Linked DNA regions of Hordeum vulgare: region 2 is linked to region 1. A link is a contact called in public Hi-C data. All regions are on one chromosome and are shown on one strand. Each heading gives the region's core, a stretch centred on a gene start, on an enhancer-like site or on the middle of the called end of the contact. The rest is flanking DNA. Distances are from core to core; before and after follow the strand shown. Region 1 holds the start of LOC123440321 (jacalin-related lectin 3-like). Region 2 has its middle 90 kb from the start of LOC123444550.

The links. Hi-C and Micro-C count contacts between places; a contact is called where the count stands out from the background.
Region 2: a contact with region 1 is called in a Hi-C map of leaf, with 3 times the contacts expected there. The contact joins the enhancer-like site here to the promoter of LOC123440321 in region 1. A contact is called at or near these places in 2 of 6 Hi-C or Micro-C datasets (leaf and seedling).

What each region holds. Positions count from the first base shown.
Region 1 is chr3H:507,679,999-507,683,588 of MorexV3_pseudomolecules_assembly, forward strand. It overlaps LOC123440321 (jacalin-related lectin 3-like), which reads left to right and starts at 1,820. Exons shown (of 6, transcript XM_045116896.1): 1 at 1,820-1,864; 2 at 2,343-2,516; 3 at 2,617-2,859; 4 at 2,952-3,275; 5 at 3,366-3,581. The coding sequence starts at 1,820.
Region 2 is chr3H:507,889,380-507,892,969 of MorexV3_pseudomolecules_assembly, forward strand. No RefSeq gene overlaps it. Among protein-coding and RNA genes, the nearest start is that of LOC123444550, 90 kb to the left of the region's middle. Within about 2 kb of position 2,037, at least 2 of the 3 cell types and tissues checked have open chromatin away from gene starts, as enhancers often do. A contact at or near this core is called in leaf, where this site is marked.

The DNA.
Region 1 (3,590 bases), core at 570-3,069:
TTAGTGCCGAGCTGTATCCAACTTGGCGCTGACGCAGTTGCATCTCGCACAACGGAGAACTTTGTCGGTCATCATGGCTAACTGGGGTATCATGCTCGCGTTTGTTGTAACCGTTGACAAAAAAAAGCTTAAAAGGTATATGAAAAATGTTTCAACCGCCAATAGAGAAAGCTTCAACCAGACACTCCGCTCATCCAATTAACTCCACTCCGACGAGCCGAACCTTCACCCTGAAAGCTGCAACCGTTGTCTAATTTTGTTACTATCGGCAACGGATTTGGCTACATCTGTCACAGCGGAGGTGTGGTCTACTACGGTGATGTTTTTTTTGCTGCAACTTCCCTCGGATTTGCCACAACTGAAGAGGTATTTTGTAACATGCATCATGACAGAGCTGGGACCGACGACGAGGGCCGCGAACGACGGTGAGGGGCGGCGACTAGGGATGACCGACGGTGAGAGAAGATGAGGAGGCGAGGCGTGGGGTGCAGCGTGTGCGGGGGCGGCGTCCTCCTTTTTCTCTCTTTCTTTTATGTGGGAGGTTGAAGATGAGATGCGGAAGAGGAGGACGGAGATCTGACAGCTACGCGCGTGCAAATCGGACGGATTCAGGTTGACCGACCGAAATATTGGACCGACGCCAGCACAGAGCGTTATCCATTATTCCTTTTATTTCACTAGCAAAAGGGCCCGTGCGTTATAACGGAAGAAGAAAAAAACCATGCACTCTTAATTTATAAAAAAATGGTCTATAATCTTAGACTTCGTAGTTACGGCACAAACAGATATGATCTTACCCTACAAAAGTTCAGTTCAAGATTTCACAAGTCTTCTATTTTGACACGGTTTGCATGTAGATTTAATACATATAAAGAAACGGGCAACTGACCATCAATTTCATCTTCAATCCTGATTTTGTTAACGTGTTCATCCTCAATCCGGGTTACTACCGGTATGAAAGAAATACGAATAATGAATTATTTATTAAAATTGCACCCTAGATAATATTTTTATTAAATGTTTAACATGTAAAATAACATCATATTCAAATTCTACATATTTACGGTTTAGAAAATATGAGTATTTTAAAAAACATTTAATATGTATCGCGGGTTTAATGTTGAAAACATCAGGGGTTTTTCTATAAAATAGCAAGACGGACTATGAATACCTATTTCGTTTATTAGTAGGTATAGATTTAAAAAAATGTTTTATATTACGAGACGGAGGAAGTAGCTTGTACTGTAGTAATCAAGCTGTCTGAGCCAGTGACGTTGTAGAAGGACCACAGGTAAAGATAAGTTTTTTTTTCTCTCATCGTGAGGCACACAACAACAGGTGAAAGAAAGCGGGGAAACAAAAGCGAAACATTCTCTGAAGAATGGAAATAAAGAGGGGCGCATCAGGAATGGCGGCCTCTTTAGTTTCCCACCGTGAACGCGAGGAATCACAGCTGGTGGCAAGCCAAGAAATCGTTCCCCTTTCGTCTCCCCGTGATCGGAATAATATGGTAATCGGCGATCGCAATGGTCAGCGAATCCAGTTCTGTCCTGCCCGCCCTCTTCTAGCTCGATCTTGAGCCGTCAGCAGAGCGCCGTGTTGCTTTCCCTCCAGCTCCCGTCCGGGTGCCCTCGCTCGTGAACGGCGTTGTCGCTGAGCATCCTGGTGTGCTCCGTTTGACAGCCCCTATATTGGTCTTCTCTTCTGTGTTATATAAATAGGTAGACACGCGCCTGCTTCCTGTCAGATTACCGAGCTGATCGCTAGCAGCACTGCAGCAGTCGCTCCCCTGTTCCGGCGTCGCCGTCTGTAAAACTCTCGACCTCCAAGGCGCTTCTGGGCTTTGTTTGGACTACGGAACATGGTACCGCATCTCTTACTGTCTGATCGTGATCACTAGCTAGCTAGCCTGTACTCCCTCTGTCCCAAAATAACTGTCTCAACTTTGTACTAACTCTAGTACAAAATTGTACTAAGCTTAAGACACTTATTTTGGGAAGAAGGGAGTATTTTTCTCCTAGAACTGCTGGAGGTTACTAAGTTTATAAAGTTAGTATAAAATTGCGTCATTTATCTTGGGACGGAGGAAGTAGTCAGTAGCATGCTTGTGTTCTTCAGGGATGTTGTTTCAGAATTGTTCATGTCCAAAATTGTCATGTTTTTTTTTTGCGAGATCCAAAATTGTCATGTTAACTTGTTAAATCACTGAGATCAAAATCACTTCATAAGTATGAACTAGTATCTGCATAAAAACATTCTGAATGTCACAAATTTCTAGGTAGAATAGAATAACTGTTTTGTGTGTTTGCGACACTTTTTTTCTTACTTTTCATGTTCCATAGAGCCTTGCAAGCTTAAGCGGGAAGGACCCAAATGCTTCCAGCGCTCCGTCAGCGCTCCGAAGCATAACGAGGTCCGTCGACAGAAACGGCCATAGGTACGCGGACGGCAATGAAATGGTTCTTGCAAAGGAGCAGAATCCTAATGGATCACGCATTGCAACCCTCTCCAACAAGGTAATCCAGGCAGACTGAAAGCTTGTAATCAGTTACAGTCTGTATAAGTGATAGCTGCAATCAAGTTAACATCCATTACTTGTAACATCTTGCTCCACAGATGGTGTCATTTCCTAGCTTCATCTCAGACAACGGGACTATGACCATAAGCACTCCCGTGAGGTTCGGTCCATGGGGCGGCACCGGCGGCACCATATTCGACGACGGCATATTCACCGGCGTCCGGCAGATCAACATCACGCGGGGGCTGGGAATATCCTCCATGAAGGTCCTCTACGACCGCAACGGGCAGGCGATCTGGGGCGACAAGCGCGGCTCCAGCGGGGCGGCTAGACCCGAAAAGGTAACGCAATTTCTTCTTCAGAGTTCAGAGCTTCAGTTTCAGAGCATCGATGAGTTTCAGACTTTTGTTGAAGGGGAGTTTTGTTTGGGCAGATCATATTCGACTTCCCGACGGAGATCCTGACCCACGTCACCGGGTACTTCGGGCCGACGATGATCATGGGCCCGACGGCGATCAAGTCCATCACCTTCCACACGACGAAGAAGAGCCATGGGCCGTTCGGGGACGAGACCGGCACCTTCTTCTCCAGCTGCCTGACGGAAGGGAGGATCGTGGGGTTCCACGGCAGGGGAGCGTGGTACGTCGACAGCATCGGGGTCCATGTCCTGGAAGGCAAGGTGCTGTCGGAGAAATCCGCCGGCACGACCCCGTTGGGCGACATGCTTGCGTTGCCCATGAGGGAGATCGGGGACGAGGTAAAGTAACACCGATCTTTCGAGTGAACAATGTTTGGTATAGCACTGAGACAAGAATGTGTCTGAGATTGTGGAGGGTTCATCTTGCAGGTTACGTACGGCGTGGTGAAAGAACCGATACCGATAGGGCCCGGGCCGTGGGGAGGGGAGGGAGGCAAGCCGTGGGACGATGGCGTCTACACGGGCATCAAGCAGATCTACGTAACCAGAGACGATTTCATCGCCTCCATACAGATCGAGTACGACAGGAGCGGGCAGTCCGTGTGGTCTACCAGGCACGGCAACGGCGGCCAGATCACGCACAGGGTGAGCACA
Region 2 (3,590 bases), core at 787-3,286, 210 kb after region 1:
TTGATGATAGATGGTTTATTTGCTGGAACATTAAATGTCCAAATCCTTAAGCACATTCAATACCCCTCTCATCTTGAACATGAATACAATTTGTGGGTAGTTAATTTTGTTCTTGAGGACATGAGAGAATTCTTGTTATATGTAATCATGTGAAGTTGGTATTCATACGATATTTTATGGTATGCATGTATTTCTTTCTTTAGTGGTGTTATGTGAACGTCGACTACATGATAGTTCATCATACTTGGGACTAAGGGAGGCATTGGGAAGTAGTAAGTATATGATGGGTTGCAAGAGTTATAGAAGTTTAAACCCTAGTTTATGTATTGTTCCATAAGGGGCTGATTTAGATCCATATGTTTCATGCTATGGTTTGATTTATCTTAATTCTTCATTCGTAGTTGTGGATGCTTGTAAGAGGGGTAATCATAACAGGGTTGTTTGTTCAAGTGAGAACATCACCCTAATACTGGTCCATCCGCATAGAAAATTATCAAAGTAATGAATGTGAATCAACTAAACATGATGAACGTGACTAGGTGAGAATTCTCATGTGTCCTCGAGAATGCTTTGCTTGCTATAAAGGAACTTTCGAGCTTGTCCTTTGCTATAAATGGGATTATGCCACTTTGCTGCACCTTTGTTACTATTGCTACTTCTTCCTTGTTACAAATTGTCTTGCTACAAAACTATGTTTTACTTTTACTTTCAGTACTTACAAAGAATACCTTGTTGAAAACAACTTATCATTTCCTTCTCCTCCTTGTTGGGTTCAACACTCTTACTTATCAAAAAGACTATGATTGATATCGTATACTTGTGGATCATGAATGCCGCACAAGCTGTATTACCGCGAATTCCCGAAAGGCAAGAGAGAACCTCCCGGTACTAACCGCGACACACCAGCATGAGTATCGCACAAGCGTACTACTGTAGTATCCAGGAGTACCACCACCAATTACCATGAGGAATCCTAGAAACAATAGTGGAAACAAGTAACACCAAAACGGCCATAAGTTCTGCAAACAAACTCCGAAAGGACCAAACTCAAACTTGTTGGATATATTAAGAACTAGCAATGGAGAAGATATGCCAATAGGATAAGGAAGGTTCCCTTCCTTAAATGTGAACCGGCAAAATCTCCAACACCAAAAACGTAAAGATGATGCATACGAACTCCTTTTTCGATTAATTTGAGTTTGACAAGAAGACGAATATGAGGAGGCCTCGTCCGGGTCTCCCCTAGCAGCCCCACCCGTCGCTCCAGAGTGAGCATTGTGTATTGGGTGATCGACTGTCGGGACATGACTATCGACGTGGCGAGCTCGAGCGGATTGGATGGTGACCGTGCAGAGGGGAGGTGGGAGGTGGAAATGAGGCTGGCTAGGGTTAGGGTGTCACTATTTGGCTTAATAGACGGATTTGAAGTTTCGGACGGCGCGCAGGAGCATCGACATGAATGCATCCTCATCGAAATGTTGCGTTCAGATGTGTGTTCGTGTGGGTCATGTTTGTCAACCTGACATGTCACACGCGCCCAGGCTTGACCCGACCTTCTCATATTCGTTCTAGATATGAACTCTATATAAGTGGTGCAGGTCAATACGGACGTATAGGATGAATATGAGGATCCTGGCTGGGTCACAATTTTATAACTGACAACTAGACAAGCCGTACATCCGGATCAGTTTGAGGAGTCCGATTGTAAATGCTTTAGCATCCCATGTTCACTCTTCTCACTAAAAAATAACAGTTCCATCCTCTTAAAAAATACACGGTTGTTGTTGGCCAGTTTTTGTTCGAAGCTTTCTCTACCGTCAGGGATTTTTATTTTTCTTTCAACATCCGCGTCGGTGAGTTGGGGGAGTATCAGATACCGCCACAAGTAAAACATGGCGGAGACACCACAAGCAAGGCATTAATTGCCGTGTTCCTGCAACCGAATCGATCACATTCGGCAAGTGCAAGGCTACTACTCCTACCAGGAACTAGTTATTGCGCTGCGGGCTTTGGACCACAGGATCGCCCATCGGACCAGCAGCAGGCGCAAGCGAACACATATGCATTGCATGCGGTTGACAAGCTGACCCACCCGCCGGTCCGGTCCGGTCCGATCACGCCGGCGTGGTCCAACCCTGATTGGGATTGGGGCGTTTGCGTGGCGAGGGCGACCGGATCCTCCGGATACGCCATCCGTCGGGATCGGGATCCCCTGCGCGATTCGATCGGAGAATTTCTCGCTTGCACGGTGATGTGCCGACGCCGCCGTGCCCAGCGGCGTAGCTACGTACGTGTACGTTTGGCCCCTAGTTGATGAGCTTGCGTCGTCGCCGCTACCTCGCGCTAGCTCTCGTACGTCGTGTTGGATTCGTGGAATGGCTTCACACAAGTGTCCAGTTACTGCATGAATGAATTCTCAAAACAGCACAAGGCAAGCAAAATTTGGTGTCCAACAGGCGTGACAGTTACTTACATATGTCCTTACCATGCATGCAGTACCATACAGCAAAGAGTGGGAGTAGTATACAGAACAAGGATTTGTAACACATTTGTCACATTTTTATGGTGAGAATTGGCACCGCCGCCTTGGTGGAAAAAAAATGCCATCTTGAGTTTTCAAACAATTATGGCGGTACGTACGTACGTCCATTACGTGTTTGATCACTACAACGGCGACGACGACGTCCGGGAGGAGCGCAGACAGATCGTGCGAGATCCGGCCGGACGGCGAGGTTCGGTGCCCGTGCAATGCATGTGGAACAAGAAACGGTCCCTCGCCCGCCCGCGCGCGCTACATACGTTTTCCACGGCGCAGCCAATTAATGGGAAGCCATGGGCGTTGGATTCCATCGGTTACATGGTCATCTTCACTCTAACTAAAATAAAATCGTCGTGCTAGCCAGCAACCTTGTGCCAGAAGCAAGTCCCGCCTAGACGTTTTTTTCTCTTTGCCTGCCCGTCACGCACGCACGAGCTTCATCGCCCGTGCCCGTGCGGTGTCGGTGTGCATCGACTGACAAGGTGCCATGCATGCATGCATGCATGCGCGCTGGTCGTACGTAACACTCGCCTCAGCATGCATGGAAAAACAAACATGTGACACGTCACCTTACGCACGCATGTGGATGAATATTTCCCATGTAGTGGTACGTATGTCATCGGGATTGTGCCTCGGCCTGCAGAGCAAGTGTGCACATGTGACGTCCGTCGTGGGTGCGCCGGTCGATCAATCTCTTGCCGAAACGCTCCGGCAAAGGACGTCACCCGTCCCAGCACGTCCCAACGGCCAGATCCAAGGGGTGAGACGAGCACTTTTGGGTTTTGGCGCCTCGCCCCCACGTACGCGCGGGCCGGGTGCAATGGCGATGGCGATGGCGATGGCACCCGCGTCACGCTAGCTGCATGCGTACCAAGGCAAAGGGTGTCGCGAGATCGGGCTCCCTGATTTCACCATGTCACGTTCACGTCGGCCTTGGTCTCTTGCTCCAACTTGCACGTCACGGTCTCCGCCGATCGATGCTACCTTGTCCGCCCGCTTTGATTAGCTATAGATACGCAAGAGGATGCGTCATTTTCCGCTGCGTGTATGC